Regions from separate parts of the Mus musculus genome. Here all the other regions are linked to region 1. A link is a contact called in public Hi-C and HiCAR-type data. All regions are on one chromosome and are shown on one strand. Each heading gives the region's core, a stretch centred on a gene start, on an enhancer-like site or on the middle of the called end of the contact. The rest is flanking DNA. Distances are from core to core; before and after follow the strand shown.

Region 1 (4,656 bases), core at 744-3,243:
TGGGCATGAAACCACCTAAACAGGCAGAATACAAAACAGCGGGAGACAAATGGACTCAGCCACCGCTCAGTGATTAGTATATGGGAATAGATCTGTAGACAAATAGTAATACTAGCCAGGGGAAGAAAAGGCGTGCAACTGGCTTTAATAATGTTCTGTAAAATGCCGTTACAAGAAACTCTCCAGCTCTAAGGAGATATATTTCATACTTTGTTTTGATCCCTCCATTAACACAGGATCCAACAACTACAAATGTTCACGAAGTACATAAAAATTAATAAAACAGGCCACTTTCTGCCACTTTAATCCTGGATACACAGGATTATTTTATGATGTCTTTTGTACATCAGTTTTACAACAGCTTGACTCTAGGGTAAATGGGAAGCATCATAAATCGCACGCTGCTTTCAAAACCTCTTTAATTTCTGTCAGCATTACTGTAACCGCAGTCCTGGGTGCATTTTGTATGTGTGTATGTCTGCATTTGACAGTACCATCTCCTACATTCCAGTTGTGACTTTGATCTCTGAAACAAGAGATGTCACATCAGGGGGAAGGGAAGAGGAAAAAAAAATGTCAACCTGCTATCACCCCGTTTCTTATACATCCCATGTACATAGGGCCCACTTTGTATCAGAGCCCCCAAGTGGGGCTAACAACAGCGACACTGGGTGGTAGGGAACTCCAAGAAAAAAAGAGTGGTCAAGCCCCATTTCTAACAAATGACTTCCCGAAAGCAGACAGTGAGGCTCATCACTGGGTGAACTAATTGCCTGCTTCCTCGCTGCAGAGAAGCCGTCCCTTCCAGGGACTGGGCTGGAGTCCCCCTGCGCTGTGCCATCCCTTTTCCACCACCACTTGGCACTTACAAGTTTTGTTTTGTTTTAATCTTCGCCTCATCCCACGGGAGATTCCGTCTAGTTTTGTCCTGAGCTCCACCACTACTGTATATATATATATATGTTTTTAAATTCTGCCCCCCTTTCAGGTCTCAAATCCCACCGTCCAGTCGGCGTGTAAGCGCAGTGGGCCGGCTGCTTCAGAACCGCACTTCGGGAAAGCACACACGTGTCTGTCTAGCGGGATTTGACTGGCCGCGTCCGCGTCCTCCGCAGCCGCGCGGGCATCGCTGCGGTCCCCACGCGGGCCGCGGGCCGCGCCCCGGCACCCATGCCCAGCCGCCGCTCAGGGCTCTCAACAGGCCGGCAAGTTGGGAAAGTTGCCGCGGGTCCCGGCAGCCCCGTGCATCCCGGGTCCCCGTGTCCCGCGCCCTCCCCGAGGGCTCCCCGGTCCCCAGAGTCCCCGACTGGCCGCCGCTCACCTAAGGCGCGGGGAGCCCTCGCTCCCGTCCGCCTGCCCGCCCGCTCGCCCTCCCGCAGCCGCCTCGAGAACTTGGGGCCAAGTTGGGGGAGTGGGGGGTGGATTTCGGGAGCGCCGCCGGCTGCCCGCCTCCTCACGCCGCGGCGCTAGAGGAGAACGCGGCCCGCCGCGGCCCCGGGGCGTCCCGCCCGGGTCTGTCCCTACCAAGTGCAGACGCAAGCGGAGAGGAGGTGGAAACTTCTTACCATCTCGGCATGCTGGTTGTCAAGTGCAGCCCCCGCCTCTTGGTCTCCTCTTAGCGGCCGCGCCTGGACCAGCCCCTCGGCCGCCTCAGCTCGCCGCTCGGCCTGCTCCCTCCCCCGCCCGGCCGCTCCGGGCCGCGCTCGCCGCCCGCGCCACTCCCCACCCGCCCGCGCGCGCCCTCGCCGCGGCCCCTCGGCGCTCAGGTGACTGATTTACACCCGCGCCCAGGGTCGCGCTCGCTCCCTCGAGCCGGCGCTCCGAGTTGTCCCGCTCCTCCCCGGGCAGAGGGAGAAAAGAAAAAAAGGGAACGGACTGTCCGGGAGGGGGGCTGCTGGCGAGGCGGGGTGCGCGCGGCGGCGCGGGGGGGACCGGTGGCCGCGCCGGCACAAGTTTCTGCTCCCGGCGCAACTGTCCGGACTAGGGTGTTCGCCGCCTGTTTTGTTGTTGTCCTCAAGCTTTTCTAGGGGCTTCGGGGAGGATGTCTAGCCCTCCCCCACCCCCACCTCGCTAGACACACACCCCCTCTTCCGTGGATGGAAAAACAACTTTGGCGCCCCCCGGGGGGTGCGGGCGTGGAAGTGGAGGTGGCGGCCAGCGCCCAGCTGTCAACAAGGGGGAAAAATGCGAGGAGCCGGGAGGGGAGAGGGAAGGCTGCGAGCCGCCGCCGAGCACCGGGCGCGAACTTTATTCCGACTGCGGCGCAGCGCCTCCGCTCCGGGCTTCTCCCACTCTCGGTCTGCTCGGCCCGGCTCTGGTCTGCCTTGGGCGGCGCCGGAGTGAAGGCAGGGGAAGCCCGGGGACCGTGACGCGCCCGGGGACCCGGGGCAGAAAGTTGCGCACAGCTAGGGGCGAAAAGTTTCTGGGAGCGGCGGCTTTGGTGCCGGCCCAGACGGCGGCTTGCGGCCAGGGCTTCCTTCCCCTTCTAGGTCTGGGCCTGGAGCTGCAGCTGGCGGGGGAGAGGAAGGAGACTGCCACCCTAGCGGGCGCCCGCGACGGACACCAGTCACACGTGTGGGGTGACACTCAGACGACCCGAGTTGCCCTGCTTTAAGACACGGGTTGCCGGCGGCAGGCTCGGCACGCAGCCGCCAGCGGTTGAAGGACACTTCTTAAATGGAAGCAAAACACAGTCGGGCTGCAAGATTCGGGGGGGAGGGGGGAGACTTAATCATCCTCATCTTTCTAATGTACACCGTGTGCCAAAACCGTCTCCGCCTCGTGCAGATTTATCATCGCTAGAGCAAACTTTTTGCTTATCTGTCTCGGGAGGAAAGCACAGGTTTCTAGCACACTCTTGAGCTCTAAGAAATCAGAGAATCCTGCGGAAGATTTGGTTGGCTGAAAACAGGTTTGATTACTGTTTCTTCCTGAAAAGAGTAACTCGTCCCTCCTTCCATTCTCTCTTTCCCCAAGCAGAGGGAGAAGCCTCATAATTTCATTCAGAGGTCAGAATTAAATTCCTCCGAAAATATGTAGACTTGGAATTTAGGACACACTCACACACATACACACACCGTCATAAGTTTAATGTATATTCACAATGGTTAAGCTTAATTTTTTTTTCAGGATCCATGGCTGACTAGATCCCAAGTAGCAACAGCTGGCCTGAGAATGTGAGTTAGCTTATCCACGTGGATCCAGCCTTTTTTTTTTTTTCTTTTTTTTTTAAACATTAGGGCCACCAGCACCTGCAGTTCCTTGTACTAGTTGGGTTCAAATTCCTGACTCCTCCTAGGCCCATGCAAAGCAGATTGGTAGTCACTTCAGAATCTGTCGATTCTATGCAGGAAACACTATAGACTTTAGGCACATGTTTATCTCTTAAATTTTCTAATGAGTGACAGTTGCTGTGGGACAAATTACGGGTTAGGTATCTAACCGTTATCCAATATGTTTAAATGCATGTTATCAAAGTAGGCTCATCGTCAAATGATTTGATTAAGGTGTGGAGCATATTCTCTTGTTCTCTAAGCAGAACTATGACGTCATTCTGTAGCAACTGATTACCCGAGAGATAATGGTGACCAAATGTTCATTCTGAGGTCCTAGGAGCCTCACAAGCAGCTTCCAGAAAGAAGCCAAGTTTCAGTGTGTTTCCCTGCATCACGAAAAGATTGGGAAAAGCTAGCAGCTAATTTCAGAGTCATTACCCACACAAACCCATTCATACACTTAACTGCTTTTAAGTGACAGTCCAGCAAGTTGCCAAACAGTTGTATCCACACAGTGTGTTTCTGGCTGCACACCTACATGTGCCACGCTACTTTTTTTTTCTACATCAAGCAACCTGTAATTTACATTCCTCTGATTGGTTCCAGAACTGACTGTTCTTGATGTTAGCATGCAGTCACTCTACCTGAGGTCAGATGTATCTAGCGAAGTCCCCCTGCCTTTCTAAACAGTCATTACAAAGATGGAGTCTGGGCTGGACTGAAGAGCAGCCTTTAAGAAGGTGGCAGAATTGGCAGAAGCCATAGTCTTGTCTCCAGTGACTTTGACAACTGGCTCAAGATCTTACTTAGGTCAGTGGTCCTCAACCTGTGGGTCTTGAACCCTATGGACTACCAGAAAACACAGATATTTACATTACAATTCATAATGGTAGCAAAATTACAAGTATGAAGTAGCAACAAAAATAAATTTGTAGTTGGGGGTCACCACACCACCAGGCACTGTGTTAGAGGGCTGAAGCATTAGGAAGGAGGAGGGCCAGAGCCTTGGGTCCTCTGTGTCCTGCAATATCCTAATGCTTTGCAGCTACCTGACTCAGTGCCCCATCCAGCTGTTCAATCTTCTGTTGGACTCCACTCTCTTTGGCTCTAATTTGCTCATCTGCTTTCTAGGCTTAGACCTTGGTGGCTCTTCTCTTTGCTTAAACTCTTACCCTGTCCAGAGTCCCTTTCTTCCCACTTTCACCTTATCTCCAACTTTACTCCTGAAGAGTCAAAGAAGATAGCTCTTCGTTTACTCTGCAAAATCCTCCTTGCCCCATCCGTTCTACCTCTCCTTTTGTCTTTTGTGTGCTTGTCTTCGTGTAAGCTGTGTTTTGTTTTTGCTTATATGCTTACTACTTTTCAGCTAAAGAATAAGCTT
Region 2 (4,656 bases), core at 1,591-4,090, 470 kb before region 1:
TTCCCACACAGGGAGGGGCAGGAGCAGGGACAATGGTAGCAGGGACTCTGACGGGTGACTCTCCCATGTGGGGTTGTGGGCCACAGGCTTTACTCAGACCCTTGTGAGCCAAGCAAGATGGTCAGAGGGGACTTTCCTGTCATTTCCCCTCAAAAGAGAGCTCTGTTCTGAGCCTGAGAGTGCTAAAGCATCACATCCTACCTCGTGCTGTCAGGCCACCTGTGCAGCACCTGCCGAGGGATCCGAGAAGGTGCAGCCACTCTCAGGCCAGCAGGCTTCCAGTGGGGCACCCCGGGCACACACACTTTCCCAGAACTGCTGCCGGTATATCACTTCAAGAACTCTGTTTTCTGGCCACTCTCCTTTAAACAGCCTTTCCTAAAGGCAGTCGGTCCAGGCAAATACTAGTGGTTTATAGTTTCCCACAAAATGAAGGTTCTGACCATCTTGATTCTGACTTTTCCATTTCCCTGGGTTGTAAAATCCTGACGGCACCAGCCGTGGGATTCCCAGAAAGAGTCTGGCAGGAGTAGAAGGAAGGACTCTTTAAGATAAGTGGTCCACCCTTGCAAACCCCTGTTCCTCCCACCTGCCCATCTCCCCACCTGCCCTCCTGCCCACCCTCTCTGCCTGCCCTCCTGCCCAACCCCTACCTGCCCACCTCCTTGTCTGCCTACCTCCCACCTTCCCACCTGTCCATCAGCCTGTCTGCCCACCTGCTTATCTTCAGGTCAAAATGCAGATGTCTCCAGGACATCACAAGTATGGATAATCAAAATGAAAAGAGAAAGCCCAAATTTCATTTTTTTAAATAGAAGTCTCAGTTTAGCAGGTTAGCATCGTCATCATCATCATTTTGAGGCCTTCTTTAAAAAAAAAAAAAACTTTTACAAGAGGATTTTGATAAAACAAACAAACAAACAAACAAACAAAAACAAAAACTTCTAAACCAAAGGTTCAACATACCAGAAAGTACACACTTTGTGAGTGTTTAAGGCTGTGGTAAAAACAAAACACAACCTTTAGATAGCCACTTACAAATGCCCGAGAGGCTACATCCTCTGCACACTCCTGAGGCAGCGAGCTGAAGAACAGTGCTCTCCTAGGCCGCCCTTTCTCCTCTCAGCATAGAGGACTGCTGATAGACTTGTGGGAATGATCCCTGAGAGGAAAAACACCCAGCGACCCTCCACGACTTCTCTGCAGCAGAGAGAGGGGCTCCCCAGTTCCCGACAGATGTGGGGGGTTCCCATAGGAAGAAGCTGAATTCAGCTCTGATGAGTCCTACAGAGATCGTAGTCTTAGTGCAAGGAAGCTGAGTGAGCCCAGGACAGAAGCCGGCGTGAAGAGAGGAAGCAGGTGATTCCCATGGGCCAGGCAAAGCTTCTGTAAGCTGGATCTGGTTTTGACAAGGTCTCCAGCTAAGAGGACTCCCTGCCAGAGGCAAGGTGACTCCAACAAAATAGATGGAGGTGGCCCAGAGACTAGGACAGGTTAGAGCATGTCAATGGAGCTGTGTCTCTCAGGCCAAGGAAAGACACAGCAGGGGACCCTGAGGGATCCACCTGGGCACCTATGGCTCCCATGGACACACTACAACCAATCACATAGAAAGAATGTGCATTCGTTCCCCCCTCCCCCCACTCCAAGAAGCCAGGACTGCAGGCAGTAGCAAAGGAGGGGGAAGGGGAATAAGAAAGAAGTTCCCGACAGCCCCCTCGACTGCTTAGAGCTCATCTGGAGCACTGGGGCAGTGTGAAGCTTTGCTGTTAGACTGAACTGGGATTGTTTTTAAAACACATTTTAACACTGTGACAAGAAAGTGGTTGTTAGGAACTGTTCATATTGCCCATAGTTGAGATGGTGAATCCTAACCCATAAAGTGATCAACAGCGATGAGACCAGTCTCTGGAAAAGCCACAGAATGTTTCTTCTGATGTCCCTGACCTAGTAATGCACACACCCCCAACATTATCAGGGGAGAGAAACACATTTAAGGAGCCACAGTTCACATGGGAAGTTCTACTCAGCACCAGAAGTTTGGCTCCACTTGTTAAAAATAAAATAAAATAAAATAAAATAAAAATAAAATGAAGCAAGAGTAAGGGTTTGAGGGATGGTAGGCACACAGTGCTGAAGACCAAGTACAGAGGAGGAAGGCAGGCGACCTGCATGAAGGGCAACGTCCCCATAACATTTGAGGCTATAAACACCCCAGACTGTCTACCTGAGTGCAAGTAGGTACAAGGGTCCAACAGAGTCATTGCAGCACGCCTGGGCTTGGTCTCTACCTCAGCTTCTAAGTGGTCCTGCTCTGGGGATGTAGATAGAGGCTTGGGATGCTCATGGCAGCCTACAGCCTGGTCAATTCCTTCTAGCCCTTATTTTGGCTTCAAGAGCTGAGTGCACACCACACACACACACACACACACACACACACACACACACACGAGAGAGAGGGGGGAGAGAGAGAAAGAGAGATTGATTCATGGCTCCCAGGAACTCCCAGTACTGGAAACTAGTACGCCCTACTACGTGTTGGTCTCCAAGGCCATCCTACTGAACATTGAGTCATCTGATTATTGTTCCCATGACTGGGTCTCTTTCTTACTATGCTACAAAATTCCTAAGTAGGAGTTAAAATTCTCACTGTGTCTGGCCTGTGGAGAGAGCTAGTGGTACCTTCTTCACTCACTTCACTTTACATCTTATAAACAAACCCCCATTTCAATAGAGCCTGCTCCTCTTCCCATGCATTGTGACTTCTGCCCCTCCCCTGGGGCAGGGGTATGACAGGCAGTGCTCACAAAGAGGCCCGATGCTATTAGTCAGCTTGGTTGTCACAGCAGGCAGCCACAGCCTGGCAGCTGAAACAGCAGATGTTTGTTTTCTCACAGTCTGGAGCTATATGTCTGACCAAGGTGGCAATAGGGTCTGTGTCTGGTGACCAAGCCTGACTTGCAGGTGGCTGCCTGCTCCCTGGGCCCTCGTGATGCCTTTCCTCTGTGCACATGTACTGAGAAATCCTCAGTATTAAAGACCTCAGCCTTGCCACCTCATTTAACATCATCTCTGTAAAGATTCTATCAGGAAGTACAGTCACATTGGGATGCTCAAATTCAACTTCACATAGTCCTCAAAGCTTCCCTTGTCCACTCACAGTTCAAGGCCACGGTGCCAAGGAATGCCATCGCAAGTCAGCCTCGACAGGAGATCGACACAAATTCTGAGGGCTCCCATGACGTGCCTCAGTTCTCACAGCATCTTGGGAAGCGAGTGCTGCTTCTAGCCATTTCCTTGCCTTCTCCTCACTCCTCACAAGCTTCCCTCAGAACGGCTCTGCCGAGCACACCTCTTCAGTCCAGACAAAATCCTCCCGATCGCTCATGAGAGACGCTATGCATTCTGGGCCCTACAGGGTTCATCGGTCAATGGGACACTACTAGGCCATTGATAGAAAATGATTCAGCAGCAGTAGGTGGGAGGGGTGGGACAGAGATCTGTGGCACAGAGGACATTTCCAATTACTGTCCTCTGGTCCTACGTGGGGGCAGGGACTGTCTCTTCACAGGCATTGCAGCAGGTAGATATGCAATGTGGGCATCTTAAGACGTGAGAAATGTGGCTGTTTCTGGTAGAATCCTCCAGTGTGTTCAGTCAACTAAGACAAGATGATGGAGGCTCAGGGCTAAAAGGGGTACCAGGGGAGACTGAGAGGTGCCTCCTGCCTTAAGACATTGATGGCCTGTAGGGAGAGAGAGACATAATTAGCCAACCATAGTATAGTTGAAGTGCCCAGATTAAATTATGTATCATATGCTCCCGGCTCCCTGGAAGAGAAACATTTATTCTGCCAGGGAGGTGGGGGCACATTAGAAAGGAGGAAACTGGGGCTTAACGGGTAACAAGGTGGAAAGGTTTGCCTGAGGTCAATGACACAGTCCAAGCAGATTTGGATACTGGGCCAGTGCCCTGTGCCTCCAAGGTTTGAGACGTTCCATGCCCTGCCTCCTTTCTGGTAATTCTGATGCTTAGCATCCTGGGAGAAGATGCTGGCAGGACCTCTCCAGGACCCTGGTCTGGGTCTCTGGAATGGAATCAGGTGGCCAATGCCTTTCTGTGTTCTAAAGCCTCTTGCCCAGTGTAGCAGGAGTTGGGAAGGAGGGTTGGGGTGCACCTGGACTGGTCTCCTAAGCAGACAGGAAGTGATGCCTTCTGGGCTATTCTCAGCAGCTGTTTCTTGCTTGGCATGCTTCAGACAAACAGGCAGATGTCCTCAGGGTGACCTTCCTGACTCAGAGAGTTTGGGAACTGAGGTATTCACTCCCTGGGGTTGAGGGGAGAGGCAAGGACAGGACACAAGCCGCTGACTCATTTCTTGTCTCTGCCTCCCTGTCCTGGTTTTTCAAGGCATTGAAGAGAGCTGGTGTAGGAAGGCACTGCCTCAGAATCAGCCCCAGGACACAAAGATGTCCTCCATCCCCTGCCCAGGTTGACGTCCTCTTCCAAAGATGGAAGCAGATGGTGAAGAGTGCCATGCCTTCCAGACACAGCAGTCCTTACAAAGTCTCTCTATGGTGGGGATTGGGGGAGGAGGAAGAGAGAGATGATATGGTGGGCCACTACAATGACAAACAGCCAGACTGAGGAAAACTC
Region 3 (4,656 bases), core at 1,292-3,791, 450 kb before region 1:
GTCCCTTATCCTTGAGCCAAAGGACATAAAATGCTCTCAAAGGAGCTCAGCCAGTGGCTTAGTCCCATACTGGGCTCTGCAGTTCCCTCAAACCCGCCTGCTATCAGTCTCCCCCCCCCCCCTCACCTCAACTTAATGAGCAAATAAGGAAAGAAAATTAAAGCTAAAAAAATTAAACAGCTTTAGTGAAGATCAATAGAATTCTATAAAGCTCTGGGCTGTAGTATTGAGTGAGCACAGACACCCCCCACCCCCCACCCCCGGCACACTGCATGTTAAGTTAACTTGTGAGAGAAATACACTCCTTCTCAGCTGTGCACCTTGCCCTCCATTGTGAACCAGGAAGCAGGGGACACAAATTCAAATGATGTTGATTTAGTTTTTCAAGGGAGTTGCCCAGGAGCATTTTCTGCATGGCCAACCAAAAACTTCAGCCCTGCCTGGCTGCAGAAGCCTTCCTCTGAAGAATACAAAGAGAATATTTGATCCCCAGAGCTCTGCTCACAAGTGGATTTTTTTTTTATTTGGATTTTGGGTTTTGTTTCTTTCATGCTTCCCTTTTAGGTTTCGAAATCTTAAATGCCAACTTGAAAATTCCCTTTTCAGCATGACGTCTCTGCTCTCCTCCAGCGGGATCCTAAGGAATCAAGACCATTAGTCTTAGCAGTACCGGATCCGGACACGGCACAGGTGGGAGACTGGAGAAAAGCGTTGTATGTAAGCAGGTTCCATGAGGCCACTGTATTTTTTGGCTTGGTTTTCGGTAGTGACTAGAACACAGAAAATCACACCATCAGTTCTGCTCCTGACAATTCAGCCACCTGCTCAAATGCTGCAGATGCCACACTTAAATTCCAACTGTGGTGAGCATCTATCAGAAGCCAATCAAGGCCGAGAGATTAGTCCTTGTTAAGCAGAAGGCACCAAGGTCACAGGGAAAGCAACCAAGGGCTTGGAGTAGAACTGGTAGATTGGGGCATAGCTGTGAGCAAACCTTCACCCCACCCCCACGTATGCAAAACCGTGACCTAGTCAATTAACCTCTTCCACCTCATTCTCCCATCTTTAAGACAGGAATTATAATGTCTCCCTTATATAATGACTTTGAATGAATAGAGCGGTTAAGAAGAATATCTTGCTAAATAAATATTTGACAAATACTAGTTTGCTTCTAAAGGAACAACCCCATGAGTCCCGGAAATGGACAGTGGCTGGAGAATCATACGCCGAGATGAACACAAGGCCGACACTTGTAGTGCCTGGCATTTAACACAGACATAAAAGCAAATGAATATGAGTGGTCAGAATGCACAACCAATCATTTGCTACCAATCCTATAGAACTTTTTTCACACTACAAAATCAATTTCCACTGTGCAGTAGCGGTGCATGTCTTTAATCCCAGCACTCAGGAGGCAGAGGCAGGTCAACCTCTGAGTTTGATGGCAGCCTGGTCTACAGCCTGAGTTCCAGGACAGCCAAGGCTGCACAGAGGAACCCTGTCTCGGGGAGAAAACAAAACAAACAAACAAGCAAACAAACAAAACACCACCAAGAACAAGAACAAACCAGACCAAACCAAACCAAACAATTCTCATTAAATGTGGGCTGTTTTGGAATATAGATAATCCATGAGGGAAATGAAAATCAACCAGAATCATCCCAGCTGGAGATAGCTAGCATTGCTGTTTTGGTATGTAACTATCTGGGAATTTGTTGACATATCTGCGAAAATATTTTTTAAGGTTGTAACATGAGGAAATCTTCACATACCTTTTAATGAACTATTTTGCTTATTTAACAATGGATTGTGACCATCTTTCTATGCCGTTTAATGCCACTCCATTATGTGAGTTAAAATCTCGAAACTATTGCACTGATTGAATATATTCTTACTCTAAAGGATGCCTTCAGGCTCATTTCAATGTGCCCCTTTCAGAACGATATGGCAGGCACCTATCTCTAGATCAACACCCTAAATAATGTTCTTCCTAAGTGGTATCACTTTTGAATACTTCCTGATACTACATCCCTGGGTAGAGCATGGCTGTGTCAAAGTCTTAGGTCTACTACAATGGGAGAAGAAAGTAAGGAAGGCATATAAAGAAAAAACAAACTTCATTCTGCTTTCCCACTGATTAGACTCCTCATTCAGAGGAAATGGGGTTACAGTCCCAGCACCAGTTGTGATGAAGAACTAGGGGTGACCTTGGAAGTGGTCCAAAGCTGGCCACCCTACTGGAGAAACCGGGTGTGGAGCAGAACGGAGTCAGATTTCCAGTAGGTGCCTTCACCTCTAGCTATTTGACCCCAGGCAAGTATTTTAATGGCAGCAGCAAGGCTCTGAGAACTCCGAGAAATGATCTTTTCCATGTATGAGGCAGGGTGGTTGTTGTGTGGGTCTAATGAAAGGTCGCGGGTGAAAATGCTCTGTGAAGAGCAAATGAAACCAGGAAGCAGCTTTCCTGGGAGCAGCTCAGGGCAATTGAGCAGCTCTTCTTAAACCTCCAGAGACCACCCTCTCAGTGTGTGGCTTTAAGCTTTTGTTTGAAATAATGTGAATTCCCAGAACATCAGACACACCCGTGGTCAAAAGTAAGTAGGGCCCACACCCAAGCCAAGGGTGTTGGGAACCCTAGCTCCTTTCTGTTCACAGTTAGACACCGGCTCTGCCTTCTCTCTCTTTCCCCTTCCTGTGCAATCTACTAATCTTGAAGAAAGAAAGTTATAAACGCCACACTCCCTCCCTGAGGCAATCATGGGGGACTCTCTCCCATCCCACTCAATGGCATCTGATAGAGAGAAAGAAAGGAAACAGACAAAGAAGTGCTTGCTACTTTATTTAGGTCCTTGGGGTCATTGGTATTTCCTGATGCCAAATAATTTTGCTCTGCTGAGATCTTAAGAGAACTGTCAAGGGTAGATGTGCTTTTTGAAGCTTGGCACTCTATCAGGAATCAATTATTTGATCTCCCTTTTTGGATTCTTCCAGGGCATCTTCTTACCTACAATGGGCCCAGGTGACTGGTGGTTCAGAAGAAACCAAGAAGGGCTACTGAGAAGTATAACTTCCCTTCTCTCCTCTGCTAGTGTGATAAGGCTTATGGGACTATGGTGCGTTTCTTTTGGAAAATGAAATCTTCTAAGGTCATAGACAGGGACATGTAACCTGATAGGGTTGGTGTATGCTGCAGATAGGGACAATACTAAGATGCAAAAGGTTGGGAAGGAGCAACCTCCCAAGAAAGCTTAACTCTTCTCTCTGTTGTCACAGAACTGAACTCCTGCTCTCCCTTTACTGCATGTGACACTCTCGGCAAACTGGGTAACTTTTACCACCCACCACCACCACCACCATCCCACGCGAGCGCGTGCGCGCGCGCACACACACACACACACACACACACACACACACACACACACAAGATAAGAATATAACAAGTTACCACTAAAAATGGCTACGAGGGGAAGTGGGCTAATGTTGATAGATCAGAAGATGCTGCAGTGGCAGCCTTCCTGTTTTCCCACTTTGTACACACCTCGCTCCTGGGAGGGTGACTCAGGTTGAGCCAAGAGCATCACCAGCCTCTTTCAGAAATTAAGAAAAGACAGGTTGAGCTCATCCTAACACTAAAGCTTCTCCTTCCCCAGCACAGTGCTAAACAAACTCTGTAACCCTGCTTCCCGCCTCCCTGGGTGTCCTCTTCCTGGGTTTTCACTCAGAAGTTGAGAGAGAGCCCAGCAGCAGCCCTTTTATATAAGCATCAATCCCATTCATGAGGCCCAATCAGCTTCTAAAAGCCCTGTATCTTAATACTATTCCATCGTGGGTTAAAATTTAGCATGTGAACTTGAGAAAGATCTAAATATTCCACCTATAACATGAATCCGAATAGCCTATTTAGCTGATACTGCCAATATCTGTATGTGGCTCTCTGTCAGACATCTTCAGCCTGGCCGCATAGGCACGGAGGTGCATCCTCCACATCACTCTAGCAAGGCCCTCCTCTTGGACAGGGTCCCAACTGGGCTGTACTCTTAGCACTCCCAAGGAGCTCAATAGCTTACCATCCTCACTTCCCAGCTTGAGGTCTCCACTACAGCCCACCCCCTCATTCTGTCCTTTCTGCCTGTCCATCTTCTTAGAACTTTTCGGTCTTGATGCATCCATGTATTGACATTTCATTGGCTGAGAATTTCTTTACCACATGCACCACTAAGTATGTCAGCGAAGCGCTAGACATTTCTCTGTCCAACCATTGGCTAGAGAATAGGGTTGGGGGGATGTACATGCCCAGTCAATCCTTCTTTAGGAACCTCAAACTTGGATTTTTCCCACCATGGAAGTATTTCCATGTGAAAGTATGTTCTAGTATGGAGGTATGGAAGCATAATTCTCATGCAAGTTCTTTTCAGTGAAACTTATATTAGCTGACTCAAGCTCTTACCATGGGCTGAACACTGTTCTAAGAAATTTACATATAATCCATTTGATTCTCAATATTCCTCCCATTGGCAAGCAAGTAAATGAAAGTGTAGTGGCTGAGTGATCTGACCAAGCTCCTCCAGCCTCCAAGTGGTCGAGTGGAGATTCAGGGAACTCCTGCTGCATTGGTGGAGTTTCCAAACCCTGACTCATGAATCCGCAGCGACTCTC
Region 4 (4,656 bases), core at 782-3,281, 430 kb before region 1:
GAGTGTTTCCTGAGTGCTACTCACAGTAAGGGGCTGTGATGTACAAGGATTTAGAGAAGAAGGAAATAAAACCCCATTCCATTGATGCTGAGAGCTTATTGCTCTGTGAAAGATAGAAGCCTGTAAGTGGACAACTCCAGTAGATCCAAGTGTGGGTAGTGCGTGCTGAGCAGGAGCCAGAGGAAACACTGGGAAGGGCTCCAACGTTCTGCAAGCTAGGTCAGGGCAGGCTTTGTCTGGATGCAGCATCCAGCTCAAGTCTCCAAGTCAACCAGGTAAGGTTTCCTAAGAATAGGAAGGAAGCTGGGAGCTTAGGAAAGTGTGCAAACTCCGTGGTGGAGCAAAGAGCTCGGACAGTGAGATACTGTAAATAGCATCAATATGACTGAAAGGCAGGGCGCAAAATGGAGAGATTAAGATGGATCAATTACCCTCTTTTGTAAACACCAGTAAGGAGCTTTATACTTTATCCTAAGGGAGACCCAGTGACAATTGTTTTTTTAAGCAAAAAAAAAAAAATGACCAGAGAAGATGAGCATTCTAAAATATCTGCGGAGACCAACATGGTTCTAAGAGTCTAGCTCAGGACTGTAAGAAGATAAGTCAAGGGTTCAACCATTTCTGGCTAAGAATCCCAGGGCATCTGATAGTGTCTTCTAGTTGTTGAAAGACAGTCCTCCATGGGGCTCAGCTTTCTTAATCAGCCCTTCCAGAGCTAAGGAGATCTGACTTCCAGAATCTCTTGGAGTTGGGTAAGACAACAGAAATACCAAAGGGGACTAGTTACAGGACCCCCAAAGAACCTCAAATTGAATCTATATATAATGTTGATTTTTCAAATAACTTATGCCCATCCATCCTCACTCTACACTTTCAGCATCTCTAGGTTATTTCTCCTACTCCCTAAAAACCACAGGAATGCTACACACACAGTTATTTTGTTATTCTACCATGTTATTCAGGAAATACAGATGAAAACCATCTACTGATGTTTTTCAGAGACATTTGATTGACTGATTTTATAAATACTTTGTGTATTTCGTTGAATGCATAGCTAAAGACAGTCAAGTGGTATTCTCATCACCGTAGGGATGCGCACATAGAAACAGGAATCTGCACCTAGAAAGCAGTAGAGCTCGGCCGGGAACCCTATCCACCAGGTTCTAGAGCCCTGCTCTCAGCTGCCTGGCCATGCTAAGGGGGCCATGCTCCAGTGCAGGACTGGAGCTGCTTTTCTATGCTAGATTCTAATGATAATAATAATAATAATAATAATAATAGAAATAAAGTTCCTTGACTCCGTGTTTTCCTCTTGTAAGGAATTCTGAACTTTAGAACCCCCTTGCCTGTGGTTTGAAATGGCACTGACTTCCTTGGTCAAGTAATTCGTTTTGAGAATTTCTATGGGAAACTCTATCTAAATATATAATATTATTGTTGGTTATTTGTATCCAAATATGGACTTCTAAGCAATGAGTTAGAAATGAGCAAATAACCGGACATCCAAGTATTTCTTCCATGATTCTCTCTGGTGTTGGGCCATTTGCATGGCCCATGTGGACCTTTGTAGAAGAAAATGTACTAAGGAGGCAGGACCCAGATGCCTCTGTATCCAGAGTCAGGTCTTTGGAGCTAACTGCCATCTCCAAGTTAGAGTCTTTCCAGAAATAGCCAGTGGCCCCAAGTGGGGCCTCCTCCTCTCTTCCTGAAGCTCACAGTTGAACTCCAGGCCAGCTCCTTGAAGGCTGGCCTGGTGTTAATTATGATGCAATCCCCCAGCCATGCAGCCTCAGCAACAATTTCAGGAGTCAGGGTCCATGTGCAAGGCCATTAACACTAAACATGTTTTAATCCATAATTGTGTGAGATTTATTTAATTTAGGGGCTTTATTTATAGTTCGATCGGAATTGTAATGTATTTTCAGCTCTTCGCACGGGGATCTGTCAATTTTTACGGCATCTTTTAATTGTGTTCTTCTAGGCCAGGTGCAAGCAGTTTTCCAAAGCAGGCTGATCAGAGAAGGCCCCCTGTCATGTGGCACAGTGAGGGAGGGGTGCTGGCCTCACACAGACATGACTCTATGGCATTATGGGGTAGGGAGTACTGAACCCAGAGCTGATGTGTCAGAATGAACTGCCCCAAATCCCTCTCCTCATATCTTTCTGTCCCTTTGTTTACTCCTTTGTCCATTTAACAAACATTTACTGAAAGCCGGGTCTATATCAGGCTCTGTGCTGAGGAGACAAACACGAAAGCTGGCGGAAAAAGTGGCCAGCCTTTCAGGGGTTTTTGGTATCACAGAGAAAGGTAATTTGGAGAGATAGTTGCTACAACTTGCTGAGCATCTAGTCAGTACCGGAAAATAGCATTAGAAGATACAGTAGCGTTAATAGGGAAAGGACCCAAGATATAAGATACAATTTCCTAAACACATGAAACTCAAGAAAAATGAAGACTGAAGTGTGGACACTATGCCCCTCCTTAGAAGTGGGAACAAAACACCCTTGGAAGGAGGTACAGAGACAAAGTTTGGAGCTGAGATAAAAAGATGGACCATGTAGAGACTGCCATACCCGGGGATCCATCCCATAATCAGCTTCCAAATGCTGACACCATTGCATACACTAGCAAGATTATGCTGAAAGGACCCTGATATAGCTGTCTCTTGTCAGAGTATGCCTGGGCCTAGCAAACATAGAAGTGGATGCTCACAGTCGGCTATTGGATGGATCACATGGCCCCCAATGAAGGAGCTAGAGAAAGTACCCAAGAAGCTAAAGGGATCTGTAACCCTATAGGTGGAACAACATTATGAACTAACCAGTACCCCGGAGCTCTTGACTCTAGCTGCATATGTATCAAAAGATGGCCTAGTCGGCCATCACTGGAAAGAGAGGCCCATTGGACACGCAAACTTTATATGCCCCAGTACAGGGGAATGCCAGGGCCAAAAAGGGGGAGTGGGTGGGTAGGGGAGTGGGGGTGGGTGGGTATGGGGGACTTTTGGTATAGCATTGGAAATGTAAATGAGCTAAATACCTAATAAAAAATGGAAAAAAAAAGAAGATACAGTAGCACCAGAGTGCTCATGGATCCTTGGAATTTGGTTTAAACTAATTCATGTAAAATGACTCAAGTCTGGCTACAAGCTGTATGTAGACAGCAAGCCGGTCAGTGCAGTAATTTGGTCTACATGCCTACTGATCTGATGATAGCTTTCTGATTGATGGTGAGGAATGTTTTAGTTCACGATGAACATTTCTTCTCCTTATTACTTCTTGAGTGTTGATGATTTTTCAGACTCCATGAGGGTACTTTGAGAAGCCTTCTTGCATCTTTAAGCACTTAAGTGTGTTTCCCCCATGGTATTTCCTCCCAGATCATATACTGCCATAGGCTACAAGTCTTGGCATAAAGACACCAGAAATTGAGGTAAGAGCAGAGTACAGAGACTGAAAGGTGGTCCTGCCAGCTGGGAACAGGCATTGGAGAGAGGGTCATTCAGATATGGCTGGAGGAAGGTATCACCCAACACTGCTACAAGCAAGGTGCTCATGAAGTCACAGGGCGCTGGTCATGCAGTTCAGTACTGCTGGGGACCAGAACAATTCCAAGCATGTCATTAATAAATAGCAAATGGATAAAAAAAATCAGACATGGAAAAAGAAGACATCAGGAATAAGACTTCATTGATTAAAAGAACTAACATTGTTTGGCTAGGGAACACAGAGAAACCCGTTATCTGAACCCTACCAGCAGCACTGAGCTCATGACTTTAGTTAGTAAATCCACAGAGAGGTGCTAAGTAAGATCATTCACCTCACAGAGGACACATGGGGGGGGGTGGATTTAAATAACACAAAGTCCTCAGTTATGAGAGCTAAGAAAAGAAAGCTATACGATGCTCCTGGCAGAAAAGCTACTTTCTTCTAGGTTTTAGACAAAGCCCAGCATGCAGAGTGGGAATGGCTAAGAGCAGCAAAGCATTGCCCCAGAAGGGATTCTTCAAATGTTAAGTTATGATGATGATTTGATTTTTCAGGTTTATAGGAGAATAGCTTCTGGGTTCAGGGAAGTCTAGATAGTCAAATTGAATACAGGGAGCTCTGTGGGTGGTCACCATGCCCTGATGGCAGCCCTGCATGCATTTAACCATTTTTGTTTGGCTTCCCAGGTTTGCCCTGTGTCTGTTCCTTCAGCCTTTCTTAGAAAACCAGTTAGGAAGGGTTCATGAAGCCACATGGGAGGCCCGAAGGCCATGGGAAAAGGTTCCATGGACAGTGTCTCCTGATGAAAGAGGCAGTCACTTTAACTTGGGTGACAAAGCTCAGACCCCAGAGATGCTCTGATCTCTACATTCTAGAGACTCTTGAGGATGCCCAGTCTCTCTACACAGACTTTGGGAAAGTCTTTCTTTTTCTTAGACTCATACATTAGGGTAAAAAGATCTTGTTAGTAGATAATTCCCTATAGGTTAATTCAGAAAATTGTGAAGTACCGTGGATGGATCTAAGAAGGAAAATGTTATTCCTTAAGAGACATCCTGATGCTCTGGGATGGTCACACTGATAGAGCAGTGTGTGTGTGTGTGTGTGTGTGTGTGTGTGTGTGTGTGTGTGTAAGTGACAATAAAACAAGACAGAACAAGAAATCAA
Region 5 (4,656 bases), core at 1,130-3,629, 320 kb before region 1:
CATGGTTCTGGTCCACAAAATCTTTTAAAAATTGATCATAAACTTTTCCCATTAAAACTTGGAAGAAAATGGCAGGAAAAGTTTTTACCTTTAAAACAGTCAAGTGTAGGTTAAAGAGTTATGCTGAATTTCACAAACTTTTTAGAAAAGCCACATAAATACTAACATGAGAATAGACAGGCCACCCACAGGCTCTGGAGAGACCTCAAACGGCATTTAGGACGATCTTCATTTATCAAGCAAAGTCCAAGCTATAACTAGCTTCTTTCCTAGGACTCTTCCTAAGCTACACTGAAGGCAAACTGTCTTGTTTGTTACACGTCTTCAGGTTTTCTGCACCCATGCCATCTGGCAAGTTGAAATTTTACCTACTCCTGCTAGAGGAGATCCAAGAAAAAATTCTCAATAGAGCTTTCCAGATCTCCTGGAAAGGAAAAGTCTCATCTCTTCCCTAATGTCTGCAGTGCTTTCTACTAAGTACTTGTCACTGTCTATCCAGCAGTGCAGTTGGTCATAGACCTCCACTTGAAGGCAGTGGCACTTGTCTGCTAGTCAATGAATTCCTCATAGCAGGCTCACAGTAAACAAGAGTGGGTATAGAAATGGTCTGTTCTTATACAATGACGGGAGTCATAAAAACAACTGAGGATCTTATACTTATCCGAGGCTAAACTAAGAACTCAGCAAAGCAAAGCAGTAATTTTATAACAAAGCTGAACAGTCTTTTATTATTATAGACTGAGCCTCTCTTCGTTAAATCTAGAGTCTGAAACTATTTGATGATGCTAATTTGGGGATCTGGAAAGAAATCAGATTTAAGATCTTTGAATTAGGGATGCTTAAGTGGAAAAGGCAAAGATGCAAATATTCCAAAATTTAAAAAAAAAAATTAAATTGCAAACATTGTGGCCCTAATCATTTTGGATGAAGGGCATGTCACCTGTACAAAACCACAAAGAAGCACAGGTCTGTCTACCTCTTGTCATGAACATTTGGAACAAAGCTTATTTTTTGTTAATTTTTCACTGTAAGACATTCCGAACACCACCCACTCTGTTTTGTTCTCTGACGCCTGGATAGAGGAAGGAAATCCCTCTCATTTCTTGATACATAAAATATTCCAGTCACAAATTTATCATTCTATCATTCTGTGCTACTCTCAGTATTTATTGGTTCATTATGCCCAAGTGCATGTTCAAACACTGAATACTGAGCTAGCTATCCGCACTGTATACTTTTCTTCAACTTCTGCTCTGGATGTTCAGCAAATTTAAACTGTATCTCAAATGTCTACTTGATCTGTATTCATCACTGCCCATCTCTACTTCCAGCCTAAATCTCACAAAGGAAGATACTTAGCCTGGGTATCTTCTCTTACATATCACCTCAATACTAAAGTCAACTTTAGCATTACACCTAAAGTTGTAACCTGTATTTCTACTCATTGCTGTGCAAATATACCGCATCCACTTTCCCCAGGGAAACTGGTCTTCAGAACACAAAGGCATGGGTCTTAACACTGTCTCTAATGTTAAGTAGCAAGTACACCATACTGCACATGTGTATACACACAGAGCTCTACAAAAGGTTTCAATAACACTGATACCAGACATATGTCAAATGCATACCACCTTATAATGTTTCCTAACGTTTTTGTTTTTATTCATTTACTTACTTTTTACATAGTAGACTCAGGCCAGGCTGAGAGAGTAAAGACCTGGAAATCTGAGGTAAACCATGAAAGGTTTCTCTCTCTCTCTCCCTCTCCGTCCTTCCTTCCCTCCCTTCAATAATTATAAAGAAAATAAGACCAGCAGAACCTTTGTGTGCTGCTGGGATGTACATCCCCTAGTTATAGAAAATGAGTTTGATCTTTAATTTTAAGTGAGAATAAGTCAAAGTCACCAGTCTAGGTAAACATTCACTCTATAGGCTGTCAACATCTCTGGGGCTCTAAGTACTGTCAAATTTCTAGCCAAGAAAGTAGAAATGCTGTTATCTAGCCCGAGAAAGCAACAGTATTTGGTATTTTACAAAAGATGTTGTAAAACTCAGTAAAACATCATCTACCTTCAACCTCAGAAATATGGAAAACCATTTTATGTATTTCTGATAAACAGGTGACCTAGTTTTAAGCTTCTCCCCTAAACTGGTCAGCCCTGTATTTCAGAGTCTGAAACTACACTGAGCATGCATGGAGATGATTCCAATACTCTCTTCTGTTTTCAGGTCCTAAGAAGTTTAGACCACTTTCTCCACTGTTCTCTAACAAATGGCTGAAAAGACCTGTTTGTGCTTCTGATGCCGGAGGAACTGTTCAGGAACTGTTCATCCCTGCAAGGCTATGAGTCACTGCCAAGGTCAGGAAGACCTTTGTTAATCAAGAAAGCTCTGGCCACACACTCACTCAAGCTGTCGTAAGGAAAGCTGCCTTAATGCCCACTCTTATTTTCCACAGATCATCAATCATCTTTACATAAGAAAAACATGCAACTTCCTTACTGGGTAGAGGGGCCTCCTTCTAGGCCTTCATCCTGGTTCCTTTTCTGTCCTTTTGGTCCTTTGCCTAGAGGTGCTGCTACCAAGAAGGAGAATTTCCTTTTGAAGATGAGAGCAAGGAGGTCCATTTAGCCCACCATTAGAAAATTAAAGCTAGGTGATAAAAGGCAAGAAGTCTAGGGGGCCCTAACATCCTTTGATGCTCCTTTCTTCTTGTACTAATGCTAACATTTAGTGTATCAGCCGCTAAACCAGGATAACACTGTACCTGTAGAGCTCAGAATGAGATGTTTGCACCAGATCTCTAAATACAAGGACTATAACTGGATTAATTTCTTTTTATCCTAGGTCAGAAATTGCACTGCAGACTGGAGAATGTGCAAGGGTAATTTCCAGGTAAACAAACTGCTCTACAAATGTTATCAGATTGTTTGACTGAGTAATGGATATAATCCTGGGTGACTTACTGCCATCGGTCACATTCGATGCTCATGTGACAGAGCTGCAAACCTCACTTACCCACTCAAGCTGTGCTTTGCCTTTCTTTAATTTGGGAGAATGGCTATATTTCTTCATGAGCCTAATATTATCATACTTTCTTCCAGATGATCCAATGTAAGACCTACCCATCTGTCACCAAAACTTAACCAACCAGCCAACCAAACAATAAAACCCAAAACTACAAACAAACAAACAAACAAAAAAAGACCAACGAAGACAACACTAGGAAGTATCAGTCCCTTCACTTAACAAAAAAGCATTTTCAAAAATGCTAATGGAAGGTGCTAGATTTGCTTTCAACCAAACCCCATCAGCAGGAAACGCAAGTCCTTCTCCTGCTAAGGTAAGCAAGAGGTATCTGAACCCATAGCACCCAAAAAATGCCACCTCTGACTGACAGTATCCTCCAATGCCACCTCACTGCCATCAGCACAAGCTTTCCACCACAAAGCTTGTATGTTCCTGTGTCCACATCACACAGCCAATCACACATTACAGAGTTCAATTCAAATTCCACCAAAAGTACTCGCCACAAAACTCACACTGGATATTTAGGATACTGATGCTAATAGAAGCAGAGACTAATGTGGGACCTACTCCCGCTTCTGTTTACACCCATCTAGTGATGTGCACAAGAATGGGCACCTTCTCATGAAGAAGATTTGACACTCAGATTCCCCCTCCATAGCCACATTTCCTCCTTCCTTGAAGAAAATGAAATTCTACCAAGGTATTTGAACACCAGATTATTGAAATAACCTTTATGCTCTCAAACAGAACTAAGCAGTTTAAAACTCTGACACTTCAATGTTTGGTAAAAGAAACTGTACAGCTTAAAAAACATTTTTTTTCTTAAATGTTTTGAGGTTATAATTATACATCATTTCCTGTTCCCTTCCCTCCCTCTAAACCCTCCAATAGAGCCTTCCGTGCTCTTTTCCCAATTCATGACTTTCTTTCATTAAGAGTTGTTCCATACATGCCAGGAAGGTTTTAAAGTGGTCCGCATGATCAGTAAAGCATCATGAATAATTTTAAGCCAACAATGTGTGTAATAAAACTAAGAAGATCTTTTTTTTTTTGCCTCAGTTTCCTAACTTGTAAAGTGGGATGATGCTGACACAGTGTATTCACAAAGACCAATAAAGGTCAAAACAACAATAAAATAGGACCTGGGCAATGATGTAATTACATAAACAACTGAGTGAACCAACCTGCTACATGATGACAAAGGTACATCCAATAAAACGACTTTGTTGTTTTGCGTCAGACGTTTATTTACAATGCTAGTACATGGACAAATGCAAAGTTTAAGTACATTATAAAACCTTGATGTTCTAAGGATTCCTATTAAAACAAAACTATTAAGAATATTATATGTGAAAACATAGAATTATTTTTTTTTATCATAGACAAAACTCTTCTTACCCACCAATTACTGAGTAGATCTGCCTGGAGTAAAAACTAAAAGTGCCATGACACAGAAATAACTTTCTTTATATAAGCTAAACTCTGAAATATACAAGCTGGGTGAAGAGGTGATCATCCAAATAAACAAGGAGACTGCTACCCCCACCCCCCGAAAGTTTAGACTCCCATTAAAGGAAATGAGCTTCATGAAAAATGAAGTCCTAGACTTCAGAAAAGGTTCCTAAT

What was found. A called contact is a pair of places that touch in the nucleus more often than the background predicts. HiCAR-type assays count read pairs that join an accessible place to other places.
Region 2: a Hi-C map of muscle stem cells shows a contact between it and region 1, with 4 times the contacts expected there. The contact joins the enhancer-like site here to the promoter of Bnc2 in region 1. A contact is called at or near these places in 12 of 39 promoter capture datasets (the 3T3-L1 cell line, 3T3-L1-derived adipocytes, cranial neural crest and 5 more), 5 of 484 Hi-C or Micro-C datasets (adipose-derived mesenchymal stem cells, embryonic fibroblasts, muscle stem cells and 2 more), 1 of 115 datasets of contacts at active chromatin or transcription factors (fibro-adipogenic progenitors) and 2 of 9 other capture datasets (adipose tissue and embryonic stem cells).
Region 3: a HiCAR-type map of embryonic stem cells shows a contact between it and region 1, with 5 times the contacts expected there. The contact joins the enhancer-like site here to the promoter of Bnc2 in region 1. A contact is called at or near these places in 8 of 39 promoter capture datasets (the 3T3-L1 cell line, 3T3-L1-derived adipocytes, cranial neural crest and 3 more), 11 of 484 Hi-C or Micro-C datasets (all in embryonic stem cells), 9 of 115 datasets of contacts at active chromatin or transcription factors (all in embryonic stem cells) and 2 of 9 other capture datasets (adipose tissue and embryonic stem cells).
Region 4: a Hi-C map of uterus shows a contact between it and region 1, with 2.8 times the contacts expected there. The contact joins the enhancer-like site here to the promoter of Bnc2 in region 1. A contact is called at or near these places in 5 of 39 promoter capture datasets (the 3T3-L1 cell line, embryonic stem cells, hippocampal neurons and 2 more), 1 of 15 datasets of contacts at CTCF or cohesin (the NIH/3T3 cell line), 2 of 484 Hi-C or Micro-C datasets (embryonic stem cells and uterus), 2 of 115 datasets of contacts at active chromatin or transcription factors (both in embryonic stem cells) and 2 of 9 other capture datasets (adipose tissue and embryonic stem cells).
Region 5: a contact with region 1 is called in a Hi-C map of uterus, with 7 times the contacts expected there. The contact joins the enhancer-like site here to the promoter of Bnc2 in region 1. A contact is called at or near these places in 9 of 39 promoter capture datasets (the 3T3-L1 cell line, cranial neural crest, embryonic stem cells and 4 more), 8 of 484 Hi-C or Micro-C datasets (the 3T3-L1 cell line, uterus and ventricular fibroblasts), 4 of 115 datasets of contacts at active chromatin or transcription factors (embryonic stem cells, fibro-adipogenic progenitors and stem cell-derived neural progenitor cells) and 1 of 9 other capture datasets (adipose tissue).

What each region holds. Positions count from the first base shown.
Region 1 is chr4:84,673,410-84,678,065 of GRCm38.p6, forward strand. Bnc2 (basonuclin 2) reads right to left here and starts at 1,994. Exons shown (of 7, transcript NM_001369083.1): 1 at 1,566-1,994. The coding sequence starts at 1,568.
Region 2 is chr4:84,199,586-84,204,241 of GRCm38.p6, forward strand. The region is part of intron 5 of Gm33597 (a long non-coding RNA gene); the gene reads right to left. Among named protein-coding and RNA genes, the nearest start is that of Gm33597, 19 kb to the right of the region's middle. Within about 2 kb of position 2,841, at least 72 of the 459 cell types and tissues checked have an H3K27ac peak or open chromatin away from gene starts, as enhancers often do. A contact at or near this core is called in adipose-derived mesenchymal stem cells, embryonic fibroblasts, fibro-adipogenic progenitors and 3 more, where this site is marked.
Region 3 is chr4:84,222,205-84,226,860 of GRCm38.p6, forward strand. No RefSeq gene overlaps it. Among named protein-coding and RNA genes, the nearest start is that of Gm33597, 3.8 kb to the left of the region's middle. Within about 2 kb of position 2,542, at least 5 of the 459 cell types and tissues checked have an H3K27ac peak or open chromatin away from gene starts, as enhancers often do. A contact at or near this core is called in embryonic stem cells, where this site is marked.
Region 4 is chr4:84,245,825-84,250,480 of GRCm38.p6, forward strand. No RefSeq gene overlaps it. Among named protein-coding and RNA genes, the nearest start is that of Gm33597, 27 kb to the left of the region's middle. Within about 2 kb of position 2,032, at least 7 of the 459 cell types and tissues checked have an H3K27ac peak or open chromatin away from gene starts, as enhancers often do. A contact at or near this core is called in uterus, where this site is marked.
Region 5 is chr4:84,350,457-84,355,112 of GRCm38.p6, forward strand. The region is part of intron 5 of Bnc2 (basonuclin 2); the gene reads right to left. Among named protein-coding and RNA genes, the nearest start is that of Gm33597, 130 kb to the left of the region's middle. Within about 2 kb of position 2,380, at least 6 of the 459 cell types and tissues checked have an H3K27ac peak or open chromatin away from gene starts, as enhancers often do. A contact at or near this core is called in uterus, where this site is marked.